Linked DNA regions of Sus scrofa: region 2 is linked to region 1. The links are chromatin contacts, called in public HiChIP or PLAC-seq maps. All regions are on one chromosome and are shown on one strand. Each heading gives the region's core, a stretch centred on a gene start, on an enhancer-like site or on the middle of the called end of the contact. The rest is flanking DNA. Distances are from core to core; before and after follow the strand shown. Region 1 holds the start of SHCBP1L (testicular spindle-associated protein SHCBP1L). Region 2 has its middle 16 kb from the start of NCF2.

The links. HiChIP or PLAC-seq counts read pairs in DNA pulled down with a chosen protein or histone mark.
Region 2: a contact with region 1 is called in an H3K27ac HiChIP or PLAC-seq map of skeletal muscle, with 3 times the contacts expected there. The contact joins the enhancer-like site here to the promoter of SHCBP1L in region 1. A contact is called at or near these places in 6 of 47 Hi-C or Micro-C datasets (embryonic fibroblasts, epiblast stem cells, heart right ventricle and 3 more) and 1 of 2 datasets of contacts at active chromatin or transcription factors (skeletal muscle).

Annotation. Positions count from the first base shown.
Region 1 is chr9:124,218,044-124,224,229 of Sscrofa11.1, forward strand. It overlaps SHCBP1L (testicular spindle-associated protein SHCBP1L), which reads right to left and starts at 3,807. Exons shown (of 10, transcript XM_021063784.1): 1 at 3,073-3,807; 2 at 806-955. The coding sequence starts at 3,477.
Region 2 is chr9:124,820,533-124,826,718 of Sscrofa11.1, forward strand. No RefSeq gene overlaps it. Among named protein-coding and RNA genes, the nearest start is that of NCF2, 16 kb to the left of the region's middle. Within about 2 kb of position 2,624, at least 38 of the 83 cell types and tissues checked have an H3K27ac peak or open chromatin away from gene starts, as enhancers often do. A contact at or near this core is called in omental adipose tissue, retroperitoneal adipose tissue and skeletal muscle, where this site is marked.

The sequences.
Region 1 (6,186 bases), core at 2,557-5,056:
AAATAGTGTTATTGAAAAATCAATCCCAAGACTTTCATATTCCTTTGTAGCCTCTATGACTGAAAATATGCCAACCTTTACTATACCACTAATATACTTTTCCATAGTATATAGAATTGTTTTTAGGGAGTATGTAGTATTATGAGTTTCAAATGCAAATTTTTCTTTTCACCAAAACCAGGTTTGAAATATTATCTGAAACAGTACCATTTATGATGGTAAATATTAATTTCTATACAAGGATAACTGACCTTTAAGGGAGTCAAATTTATGAGGTCAAGTATGCCACAATATTTAACCTACAGACCTATAAAAGCAAAATCTTCTCAGATGAAAGCTTGGAAGTAGATTATTATACTAAAAGGGCACTTTTCATAGGGAAAAGTTTCACATTTTACCCACAGTTTTCTGATCCATTTTTTTCTTTCCTAATCTATCTAAACCTCATAATTCAGAAAAATGAAAATTAAAGAGAAATGATTGGGGAAAAGGTCCAAGTTAGTTAAAGCCTAAATTACTAATTTTTAAGAGATGTGCTTTTGTTATTTTTACAAGATTTGAGCAGTTGAAACTAGTTTAATAAATATAATACTATTAGATTTGATTTAATATAATAGTTTACAGGAAAATCGGTGCTAATATTCCTCCTTACTTTCTTTTACACTATTAATCTGCTTAGAGAATTAAAGTAGAAGTAAACGTTTGTCAACTTTTAAGTATCAAAGCCTCAATAAGGTTATAGTTTGGTCTTAAAAAGAACTGATAATTTCACCCAAAGAACAAAAATCAGGTGAAAATTATTTACCTCAACCAGTATACCAACAAAAGGGATAGAAGCTTCTTCATACTTCACAAAGAATAACTCAGGATTAGTCTTCCAGACTCCAAGCCATTTGTCTTTCAACTTTAATTTCTCTGATAGATATTTACTCATGGCGTCATCAGCTTCTTCTGCCTAGCAAGAGAAAAAATACATATGTATAAATATATTAAATTATAGATTTATATATAACTATTTTTACTGATTTCTAGTTAAAAATGAAACCAATATACCCTCAAAGATTGAAAAACCTGGGAAATTATCAATGAAAAATATAAACAAAAAATTAAAGTACTGTAATTATACATATAAAACATAGTAATTATTTTTTAAAACTTAGTAATTATTTTTTCTAAACTTCAAGATGTAATGATCTATTTAAAACTTAGTACATAAAAATTTTAAATGGAAATCATTCTATAAAACAAATAAGCATATTAAGCATTCAATAAATATTTGGCTATTTGATTTTTTACATTTCAATTCAGCTACCTCAAGGATGATAAGTAATCTAAGCTATTATGAAACTCGGTCATTAGTCTCTGACTGATTAATGACACAACACAGTAATTTATGGAAATGTTTTTCAATTGCCTTTAAGAGGTCTAGCCTTCTCTGACCCTTAACATTAGATATAAGTTGGTCATTAAATACCATGCTAGCTTTATGGTAATGGTATTTTTAAAAATAAAATTTTCTTCTCATTATAAAATATGATTAACCTACAGAAAATCTGAAAAAATAGACAATATAAGGAAAACAAAAACCACCCCTAATCCTGGCAGCCAAAATAACCATTGTTGACATTTTGGTGCATTTCCTTCCTGTCTTTTTTCTATGCATTTATTCATCTACACAATGAATCATATTTTTATTTTGTCTTTTTTTTTTTTAACTTAACATTATAGCATAAGTATATCTATAGCTCCTGAAGAATATAGCTACTACATCTGCATGGTTTTCCATTATATGAAGCCACCACAGTTCTTTATAGCCCCCATTCAGAAATTTAGTTTCCAGTTTTTAAATTTTATAAATGTCAGTGCAGTGAAATCCTTCTACACAAATTCTTCTGCTATAACTTAAAAGAAAAAAAAAAGAGTTCCTACTGTGGCTCAGTGGTAACGAATCCGACTAGTATCCATGAGGACTCGGCTTTGATCCCTGGCCTCACTCACTGGGTTAAGTATCTGGTGTTGCCATGAGCTGTGGTGTAGGTTGCAGGGGCGCCTCAAATCTGGCACTGCAGTGGCTGTGGTGTAGGGCCATAGCTGCAGCTGTGATTAGACTCCTAGCCTGGGGACTTCCATATGCCACATGTGAGGCCTTAAAACGCAAAAAATAAAAAAGTTAGAAATATACAATATTTGCTCTATTTTCTTTACAAAGCCTCATTCCACATCCTAGACTGATGTCTGGGAATGATTCTTAAAGTGTAAACGTTTTTAGTATTGTGTAAAAGTCAAGGCTAAATAATCTTATCCTTCTGTTTGGGCACACTTTTTTTTTTTTTTTTTTTTTTTTGATCTTTTAGGGCTACACTTGCGGCATATGGAAGTTCCCAGGCTAGGGGCTGAATTGGAGCTAGAGCTGTTGGCTTATGCCACAGCCACTGCAACGCTGGTGCCTTAACCCACTGAGCTAGGCCAGGGATAGAACCTGCATCTTCATGGATACTAGAAAAGTTCCTTACCGCTGAGCCACAGCAGGAACTCCCTGGGCACTGATTGTTATATGAAAACAAGATGCCTACCTGGGCACTAATAAGGTCTATCTATCTTCAACCATCGGAAAACCAGAGAATTATTCTATCAAAACTGTCCCCTTAACTGATATATCGTCTGTTTGAAGGAAAATCTAATTGTAACTCTTTTAACAGGGTCTGGATACCTCTAACAAAGTGAAATCCCTATAAATGTTTAGCACATGTATTTTGTTGAAATGCAAGCTTTTCTTTCTTTCTTTCTTTTTTTTTTTTCTTTTTTTTTTTGCCACTCTGCGGCATATTGGAGCTCCAGGGTCAAGGATGAGATCCAAGCCGCAACCGCGGCAATGCAGGATGCTGTGCCCGCTGTGCGGGACAGGGGACGCAACCCGCGTCCCAGCGCTCCCAAGAGGCTGCCCATCCTGTCGCGCCACAGCGGGAGCTCTGAAATGTAGGCTTTCTTTGTGCCCTCGGTACCCCATCACCACAAAAGGAAGCCCCGAGTCCGTCTAGGCTGGATTCCCGCCCTTCTCCGTCTCCTTCTCACCTTGCAGTCCTGCAGGATCCCGTCGCAATACAGCGCCACCTTCTCGTCCCGCCACATCCCCCTCGTAGGGGACACGCAGACTGGGGGCAGCGGCTGCGCCTCTTCGTCATCCTCCTCCAGCACCGACAGAAGGGGCTCCTCCTTCTCGTCGGGCCCCTCCCCCGGGCCCTCGGCCTGAGAGACCGACAGGAGCTGGAGTCGCCGCCGGGCCGCCTCCCGGCCCGCTTTCCCCTTCACGCGACGAGGGGAGGCCACCACCGACCGCACCGGGGACACGACGCTCTTCAGGGTCCCTGCCGCCTCCAACTCCCCAGTGGGCGCGGAGACAGTCTTCTCGCCTCGCCGGCCGGGGCTGACGGTTCGGACCGAGTCTTCAGGCACCGCGGGCCTGGGTCCCGACGCCATGGCCGCAGCACCCTGACGGCCAGCGGCGGCCGTTGGCCACTTCTCCCGCCCGGACGGCGCGGGCCAATGGGCGAGCAGAGGCCTCAGGGCCCGCAACGTGCGCGGCGGCGGCTCGCGGGGATCCCGCTGCGGCGTGGGGCGCTCGGCGCGGCCCGTGTCCGAAGGGGTTCTGGAGGTTGAGGTGAGTAGGGCTGCTGCGGGGCGGGCGCGACGGGGCGGGGCGGAAGGAAGGTTCTGGAAGAGTTGGACCGCGTGGCCTGAGGCGGGGGAGGGGCGCCACTGCTCTGGGAGTCCGCCCCCCGGCTGCTGGCTCTGACCTCACCCCGCTCGCCTCAGAACTCTCCAGAAACAGAATTGCCTCCTCGGGGAGGGTTGCCATGGGCTCCTCAGGCGTTTTCAGGGTGACCCTGAGTCGCCCTCCGGGTCCTCAGGTCCGAACAAGCGGAGGCAGCACCCAACCCTCCAGCACACCCATGGCCGCACAGACACAGCCTGAAAGAAAATTTATTGGTAAACTGGGTGGCGATGATAACTGGAACTTTCTGGTGATTACTAGAGGAACTTCGTGGGGAGTCCGGAGACCTCGGTTTCCCGCAGCATCTGCACAGGGTTCCCAAAATAAAATTTCTTTGACATTTTAAGCAAGACAGTTTCTGCCAAGAAGGGTAAGGTAGTCTATTTTCATGTCCCTTTGTGCTGCTGAAAATTCTCACGTGAGAGACTATATTATGTAACTGTGAAGCTGGGCGCTCGTGTCCAGCTGAGAGTAATGTGCGCGAACTGTGAACACTTTCACAGTAAAAGTCTACTCCACGGAATACAATTTGGACGGCAGGGACCACTCGTTTCTGTTTTTTTTTTTTTTTTTTTTTTTTTTGCTATTGAACCTAAGCGGAGCCAATTGGAATAACTTTTGTTTATAGTCCAGCTGTGAAGTACTGCACTGGGGCTGACAGCTCCCACGGAGAGAAACAGCATTGGGAAAACACCTGCCTGCCTTCACCCTCATCTGGAAGGACATTGTGTTAAATTTGGAGTTTATTTTGAGGAAAATATTAGGATTAATATCGTGTTACTCTAGCTCAGGGAATAATTACAACATTCATCATGTTTGACTCTTAAGTTTATTACTTTCTTTTTTTTTTTTTTTCTTTTTAGGGCCGTAGCTGCAGCTATGGAAGCTTCCAGGCTAGGGGTGAAATTGGAGCTACAGCTGCTGGCCGACACTCGACAGCAATGCCAGATCCCAGCCATCTCTCGCCACCTACACCAGGGCTCATGGCAGTGTTGACTAAGCTGGGCCAGGGATGGAAACTGCATCCTCATGGATACTAGTCAGGTTCATAACCCGCTGAGCCTCCAAGTTTATTCCTTAAAGTTGATTCCTCTAAGTTTATTCCTTCCTCTAAACTTCCTCTAAGTTTATTCCTTTTGTCAGAAGTCCTGGATTTTTTTTTAATGATTCTCTAATTATAGATTTCATTTACCACAAGTGGATAGTTTACACCAGCATTCTTCAGAACGTTGGTTTTAATAAATTTTGTATTTTTTTTAAATTCCAAGGTTCAGAATAATAGAGACCACTTGTCTTAGTCTAAAGTTTAAAAACAACAGCTGCCTCCCAGGGGAAGGAAGGAAGAAAGGGAGGGAGAGAGGAAGGGAGGGAAGGGAAAAGAAAACAAGTATTTGTAAGGGAGCTGCTATGTGCCAGGCAATGCATAGATACCGAAGTTCTAGACATAAAATACAAAATTCTGTTCTCATAATCCTAGTGAAGGGGACAAATGGGTAAATAGGTGATAGAATTTGGTAAAAACTATGATAAAAACTTATATATACGCACACACATCTATGTTTTAATATATGTGTGTTCCCCACTTTGTGAGAAGAACTGACTTTCCTTCTCAGAAGAAGTGATGCTTAAGCCGAATCTTGGTTATGAAAGCAGTGTCTGTTCCCTGACCCTTTAAAATGGAGCCAGGAGGCCATTGAGGTGGACCTCGCTCGTGTCCTCTCTGGTGGACCATAAACTCTTGAACCAGGCCGAACCACAAATACATTGGACCTTGAGCAGTGTGGGATTTTAGGGTAACAAGGCCCACACAATCAAAAATCCACATATACCTTTACAGCTGGCCCTCTGTCTCTGCAGTTTTGCATCCACAGATTTAACAAGCCAATGGAAGCCTTTGTAATGCACAATGCCCTTTTTTGTCTTTTTCCCCCCTTTTTCCATTTTTTGCCCCTGACTTTTGCTCCCTGATGGGACACTGTTTGGGTTGCAATTCTATGTAATTCTTTGATCCCAAGTAAATATTTTTTGCCTGATTATTGCCTCCTAGGTTAATTTAGATTGACAGAGTCACCTTCCTTTCCTCCTAGTGTTGACTATAGATGCAAAGTTGGGCTCAGAATTAAGAGAAACTGAAGGGTCCCATGCTGCAAAACCTCTGTCTTACAAAAAGGAGAGAGGAAAAACAGTTCATCATTTTACAGGTATGCTGGTCTGGTATTAGGTACTAGGGATATGGCAAAACACACAGAAATCTCTGAGCTTACATACTGGTTGGGAGACAGACAATAAACATGGTTTTTTTCTTTGTTTTGTTTTTGTTTTTTAGTAGGCCTGCACGTGCAACATATGGAAGTTCTCAGGCTAGGAACTGAGTTGGAACTGCAGCTGGAGCCTACACCACAGCCAAAGCAATG
Region 2 (6,186 bases), core at 1,374-3,873, 600 kb after region 1:
GAAAGAGGAGTTCCCACTGTGGCCCAATGGGATCTGCAGCATCTCTGGAACTCTGGGACATGGGTTCCATCTCTGTCTGGCACAGTGAGTTAAGGACCTCAAGTTGCTGCAGCTGTGGTATAGGTCACAGCTGTGGCTCAGATCTAATCCCTGGTTGGGGAACTCCATATGCCTCTGGGTGGCAAAAGGAAAAAAAAAAAAAAAAAGAGGCAAAGAGAAATTGCCACTTCGGAAGCATCTCACCTATTCTGGATACAGTTTGGCAATGTTCTTCTTTGCCACAATCCAAAGGAGGTCAAAGATTTCCCCCCTAATTAACAAACAAACAACACAACAACTAAACCTTTTTTTTTCCCCAAGGAACGATGCTTTCCTGCTTAGGGGCAGGGCAGGATTTGACGATGGGAATTCCCCTCCTATCTTTCTTTCTTTCTTTCTTTACTTTTTTGTCTTTCTAGGGCTGTACCTGTGGCATATGGAGGTTCCCAGGCTAGGGGTCCAATCGGAGCTCTAACCAAAAATAGCCAGAAATGTAACAACTGTCTGGGAAATTTGGATTTGGAATCCCTGGCATAGCCCTGTGTTCTTCCTTCGTCAGCTGTGGTGCTTGTGCCTCGGGGAGCTGGCCCCGGGGCCCCAGTCTCCAGCATTTTCAGCTGAAAGAAACTGGCCCCACAGCCCCATCCGTCCCCTTTGCCATTGCCCTGGGCCGTACTTCTCTCATCCCATGGAGCCATAGGAGGGTCCAAAATTCTTCTCTGGCTCGGGCTAGGGCACCTTGACAGAGAGGCAGGCAGGGAGCAGATTGTCCCTGCAGGTGGGACCGAGGATCTGGTGACCTCTAGCTTTCCTGAGATGATGCGTGAAATGATGGACTGCTGAGGTCATCTGCCAAAGTCAAACTCTTAAACAATTAGATTTTCTTCTGCCTGGGGAAGAAGCAGGTGAATCCCTGCTCCCTGGGACTTTCATTTTAACTCTGGAAACATCTGTGTCATCTGCGAAGCTCCCACAAAGCTGTTTTCAGGCCTCAAGCAGAGATGTCTCAGACATCCGTTCACCCTGGATTCCGCTCCTAGCATCGCTATGGCAACCTGGGTACCAGCTGGAAGAACCAAAACTCAGCAGGGCCCTGCTTATCAGGTCTGAGGAAAAGCACTGAACAGGTGACAAACAGGAAGCGTCATTTTGCAGAGGGCTTTTTTTTTTTTTCTTTCAAGATGGAGTTTCGGGGAATAAAACAATTCAGTAGACCATGAATAAGTAGCTTTAAAAATCAGATGCTTTTGCTCAGTTCTGGGACAATGATTAACAAATTGGCTCTTGGTTCTGTTTTGAAGTCAAATGTTCATGTTTTAAATTTAGCAGCTCAAAGGCCAGCAAATTCACTTTCTTTTTGTTCAGGCAATAAAGTCACAATGCTGTCCCCGCGAACCAGCTGCTTTTTGAAATTACCTTGTGATCATTTTATTTTCAATTTTGTACTTGTTGTTTTAACTGAGAAAGGGAAATGGAATATTGAAATCCAAGATGGATATCAAGCTTAGGTAAGTCCTTAAATAATTACAAAGCCCCAATCCCCGTACTCTAGTGTCCTCTTAAGCAAGGGCTGGCTCAGGATTCTTGCCCTGGAGTTCCCTGGTGGCCTGATGGGTGGGGAAGCCAGTGTTGTCGCTGCCATGGCTGGGGTTGCTGACGTGGTGTGGGTGTGATTCCTGGCCCCGTGGAGGGATGGGGAGGGTGCACGGAGAGTGCGCAGCCAAAAACAAAAAAAAAAAAAAAGAGAGAGAGAGAGAGAGAAAGATGCTTGCCCTGAAAAACCCTACATGTGACTCTGGAGAGATAAGCTGAGCCAGAGTAAAACAATAGAGACAGGACCAATTCATATGAAAGTATACTCTACACCATTCCCAGAAGATGAAAATGGCTCCTGCTTAAGTTCTTCAAATTTTGAACAAATGTATTCAAATGAATTCTGCCTTCTTTCAGAATTAAAGTGTTTCAGCAGATTGGCTGTTCCAACCTGATGTTCGTACTCCATGAACCAAAGGGATTCCTTTTTCATTTTTGGCTGTCTTTCAGCCACCTGGCTTTCTGTAAGATTTTCTGTGCTTCTTATAATGTGTGAAGCTATGACACCTGTCTAGGCCTCCAGTGATTCTTCTGGGTCCAGGTTGCAAAATCTCGAGCCAGCACTTGATTGGTTATGATGACTGCTCTTGCTCCAGCAATGATTTCCCAACCGTTCAAGCACCCGCGGTGGGGCTTCTGCACTTTGGCTGATTACTCCATGCATCCGTTCACCATGAACCCCTTTGGGGAGATAAACCATAGCATCATAGGTTCATTTGTTCCTGTGAACTTGAAAAAGTCGATCCCTGAGTCCAGCTCTTAGAACTGAACCCCCCATTTCCTGAGTGAACACAGGGGACATTTCTGCTTCTTTTGGAGGCCAGGGTTAGGCTGGGGTGTGGGGAGGGGAGGGAGTGAAGGGGCCCAGGTGCCCAGGTGGTGGTCCAGGCTACAGAAGCCCTTCTTCATAGCATCTCTCTTTGCTTGACCTATAGCCACCCACAGGGAGCACTCGATGAACTGAAGCCTCTCTCCCTCAGCCGGTTCCTGGGTGTCCCCTGAGTCACATTCAGCAATGAGGAAGTGAAAAGCACTGTGAAATGAGCCTCATTGTCATGTGGCTCTCTTTTCCTAATTTGGTCTGGCAGGCCTGGGCACGGGGGCCTGGGAAACATCTTTCTTGGCAAGGGCAGAGGGGAAATCTAGTACCTTCTAATTTTCCCATTTGGTGTCTGAGCTGACATTCTGGATGAAAATCTCCAGAGGACAAGAGCTGAGCCCTAACTATCACCCCCCCCCCTTATCTGTCTTCATTAGGGCACCTACGTGATCTCTACGCTTGGAAAATTCCTCTTTGTGATAAGGGTGATACAGAACACGGGCCAAAGCATCCACTCCCCAACTCGTACTCTGGGGGCAAATAGTCACTTTCCCACTAAGAGAACTATGAAAAAAAAAAAAAAGTCTGTATTTTTCCAAGCTTTCTATTTTTAGTTCTCTTTTTCTGCTAGTGGCAGAAAATATAATCTTATTCAGTTCCAGGCATACTCAGTTTAAACCTCTTCAAGCTCCTGTACTCTGAAATTTCCAAACTTTTGCAGGGCTCTGTCATTTTCCCCCTTTGGAGCTAGCTGCTCCTGGGAGATGATGGCCCCTCTGTGCCCCTCCTCTGAGCCCCCATCCAACTGGCTTCTCTTCCTTTATCTCCTCGGGGCTGGGGAGCAGGGGAGGGGGTGTTGGAAAGGGGAAGGTGTCAGAGGGCAGAGGAGACTGGCTCGGCAAATATCCTCCATCCCTCTGCCCCACCTTCTAGGGTTACATAAGGACCATTGCTTTGCTTTTTTTTTTTTTTTTTTTGCATATGAAGGTTCCCAGGCTAGGGGTTGAATCAGAGTGTAGCCACTGGCCTACACCACAGCCACAGCAACACCAGATCCGAGTCATGCCTGAGACCTACACCACAGATTATGGCAATGCCGGATCCTTATTCCACTGAGCAAGGCCAGGGATTGAACCTGTCTCCTCATGGATACTAGTCAGATTCATTTCTGCTGAGCCATGATGGGAACTCCCATTATCAAATTTAAAAGCCAGCACCTCCTAGAGTAATGAAAATAAAAACAAAAATAAATACATGGGACCTAATTAAACTTAAAAGTTTTTGCACCCCAGAGAAAAACACAAACAAAATGAAAAGATAACCCACAAAATGGGAGAAAATATTTGCAAATGAAGCAACAGACAAGGGATTAATCTCCAAAATATACAAACAACTCATGAACTCAATGTCAAAAAAATAAACATCCCAATCAAAAAAATGAGCAGAAGACCTAAATAGATATTTCTCCAAAGAAGACATACAGAGTGCAAAAAAAAAAAAAAGATGTTCAACACCACTAATTATTAGAGAAATGCAAATCAAAACTGCTATAAGATACCACTTTACACTAGTCAGACTGGACATCATCAAAAAGTCTACAAACAATAAATCCTGGAGAGGTGTGGAGAAAAGGGAACCCTCCTACACTCAACAGGGATGTACACTGGTACAACCACTATGGAAAACAGTATGGAGGTCCCTCAAAAAACTAAAATAGAACTACCGTATGATCCAGCAATCCTGCTTCTGGGCATCTGTTTGGAGAAAACCCTAATTCGAAAAGACAAGGCACCCTAATGTACATTGCAACTACTACAATAGCCAAGACATGGAAGCAACCTAAATGTCCCTTGACAGATGAATGGATCAAGCAGATGTGGTACATATATACAGTGGACTATTACTCAGCCATGAAAAGGAATGAAATAATGCCGTTTGTAGCAACATGGATGGACCTAGAGATTATCATACAAAGTGAAATTAAACAGTGAAAGACAAACATCATATGATATCACTTACATGTGGAATCTAAAAAAAAGGATATAAATGAACATATTTGCAGAACAGAAATAGACTCACAGACTTTGAGAACAAACTTGTGGTTACCAAAGGGGACAGGTGGTGGGAGAAGGGACGGACTTTGGGAGGGGCCCATGCACACTGACTGGCCAATGGGGACCTGCTGTGTCGCACAGAGAACTCTACCCAGTATTCTGTGACAATCCATGTGGAAAAAGAATCTGAAAAAGAATGAATATGTGCACATCGTGTAAAACTGAACCACTTTGTGGAAATTATGACCACCCTGTGATTCAACTCTACTCCAATAAAATTAAAAAAAAAAAAAAAAAAAGCCAACAGTGTGTTGCCTTTCTTCCCTGGCTCCACCATGACCATTCTCCTCTGAGATGAATGGCAGCCTCCTGTTTCTCCCTAGAAGGTCATAAAATGAAAGGGAGGGTGTGGGGGGGCGGGGGGAGAATCTTCAGAACACTTCGCACTGTTACATAATCATAGGTTGGACTCACAGAGAAGCTCTTCTAAAAGCTCCACCCCTTCGACTGTTTTTTTTTTTAATGATTTTAATTTTTTTCCATTATAGCTGGCTTATGGTGTTCTGTCAATTTTCTTTTCTTTTTTTAAAAATCTTTTGTCTTTTTTTAGGGCCACACCTGCAGTATATGGAGGTTCCCAGGCTAGGGGTCCAATCGGAGCTGTAGCTGCTGGCCTACACCACAGCCATAGCAACACCAGATCCAAGCCACAGCTCACAGCTCACAGCAACGCCGAATCCATAACCCACTGAGTGAGGCCAGGGATGGAACCCACAACCTCATGGTTCCTAGTCGGATTTGTTTCTGCTGTGCCACAGGGACTCCTGATCTGTCAGTTTTCTACTGTACAGCAAGGTGCATTTCTACTGTTGACTCTCAACAATGGATGCTCCATTGCTGAACAAAGGGCTCGGCTAGCACCAGGGGCTCACGTGGTCCAGGCTGGGACTCAGCGTGGAGGCCCACAGGTCCCTGTGCCCCCAGCATCCTGAGGAGAGGTGCACGAACAGCCAGATGCCGCCGGACCCTGTGGCCTATTGCCCCTCCCTTCCTTTTTCTTCTCTTGCATGTTCCCCTTTGATGCTCCTCCCCGCCACCCGCCCCATGCCTTCCTCTCTCTTTTGAAATATAACTTATATGTAGTAAAATGCACACATGTTAAGTGAATTATTACCTGTGTATGCCATCACCACCAGTGTGCTCCCTTTTCAAGGGAGCTCATGAGGGTAGTCTTGGAACTGGAACAAATACAGCCTGGATCTGTGCACAAAATGGTCAGACTTTGGATGCCCAGCTATTTTTAAGGGTTTCTGGCTTTGAGATTCTTCAGTTCCCCCTGAAGATTTCTGGGCTAGAAAAGCTTCAGGAAGGACCCTTCCCAGACCCGAGGCCCTGCAGTGTCCCCTCCCCCTCTGGGGAAGGAATTTGTCACCCAATGGCCCCTGCCGCTTCCTGATGGGAGTATCGTGGGTCAGCTCCGGGAGCATCCATCACGTGAATGTCCTACCCTGGATGAGAAGCCATGTCTTGTGGGAACCTCTCAGGGTCACCCTGTTTGTGGTGAGGTCACCTTGTGTGGGTGAGGCCACCCGGCTGCATTTCTGGGTCAAGTTCTATCACAGAGCCACAAAGCAGAATTAGAACCAGACTCAGAAATTATCATGCTGAGTGAAGTTAGCC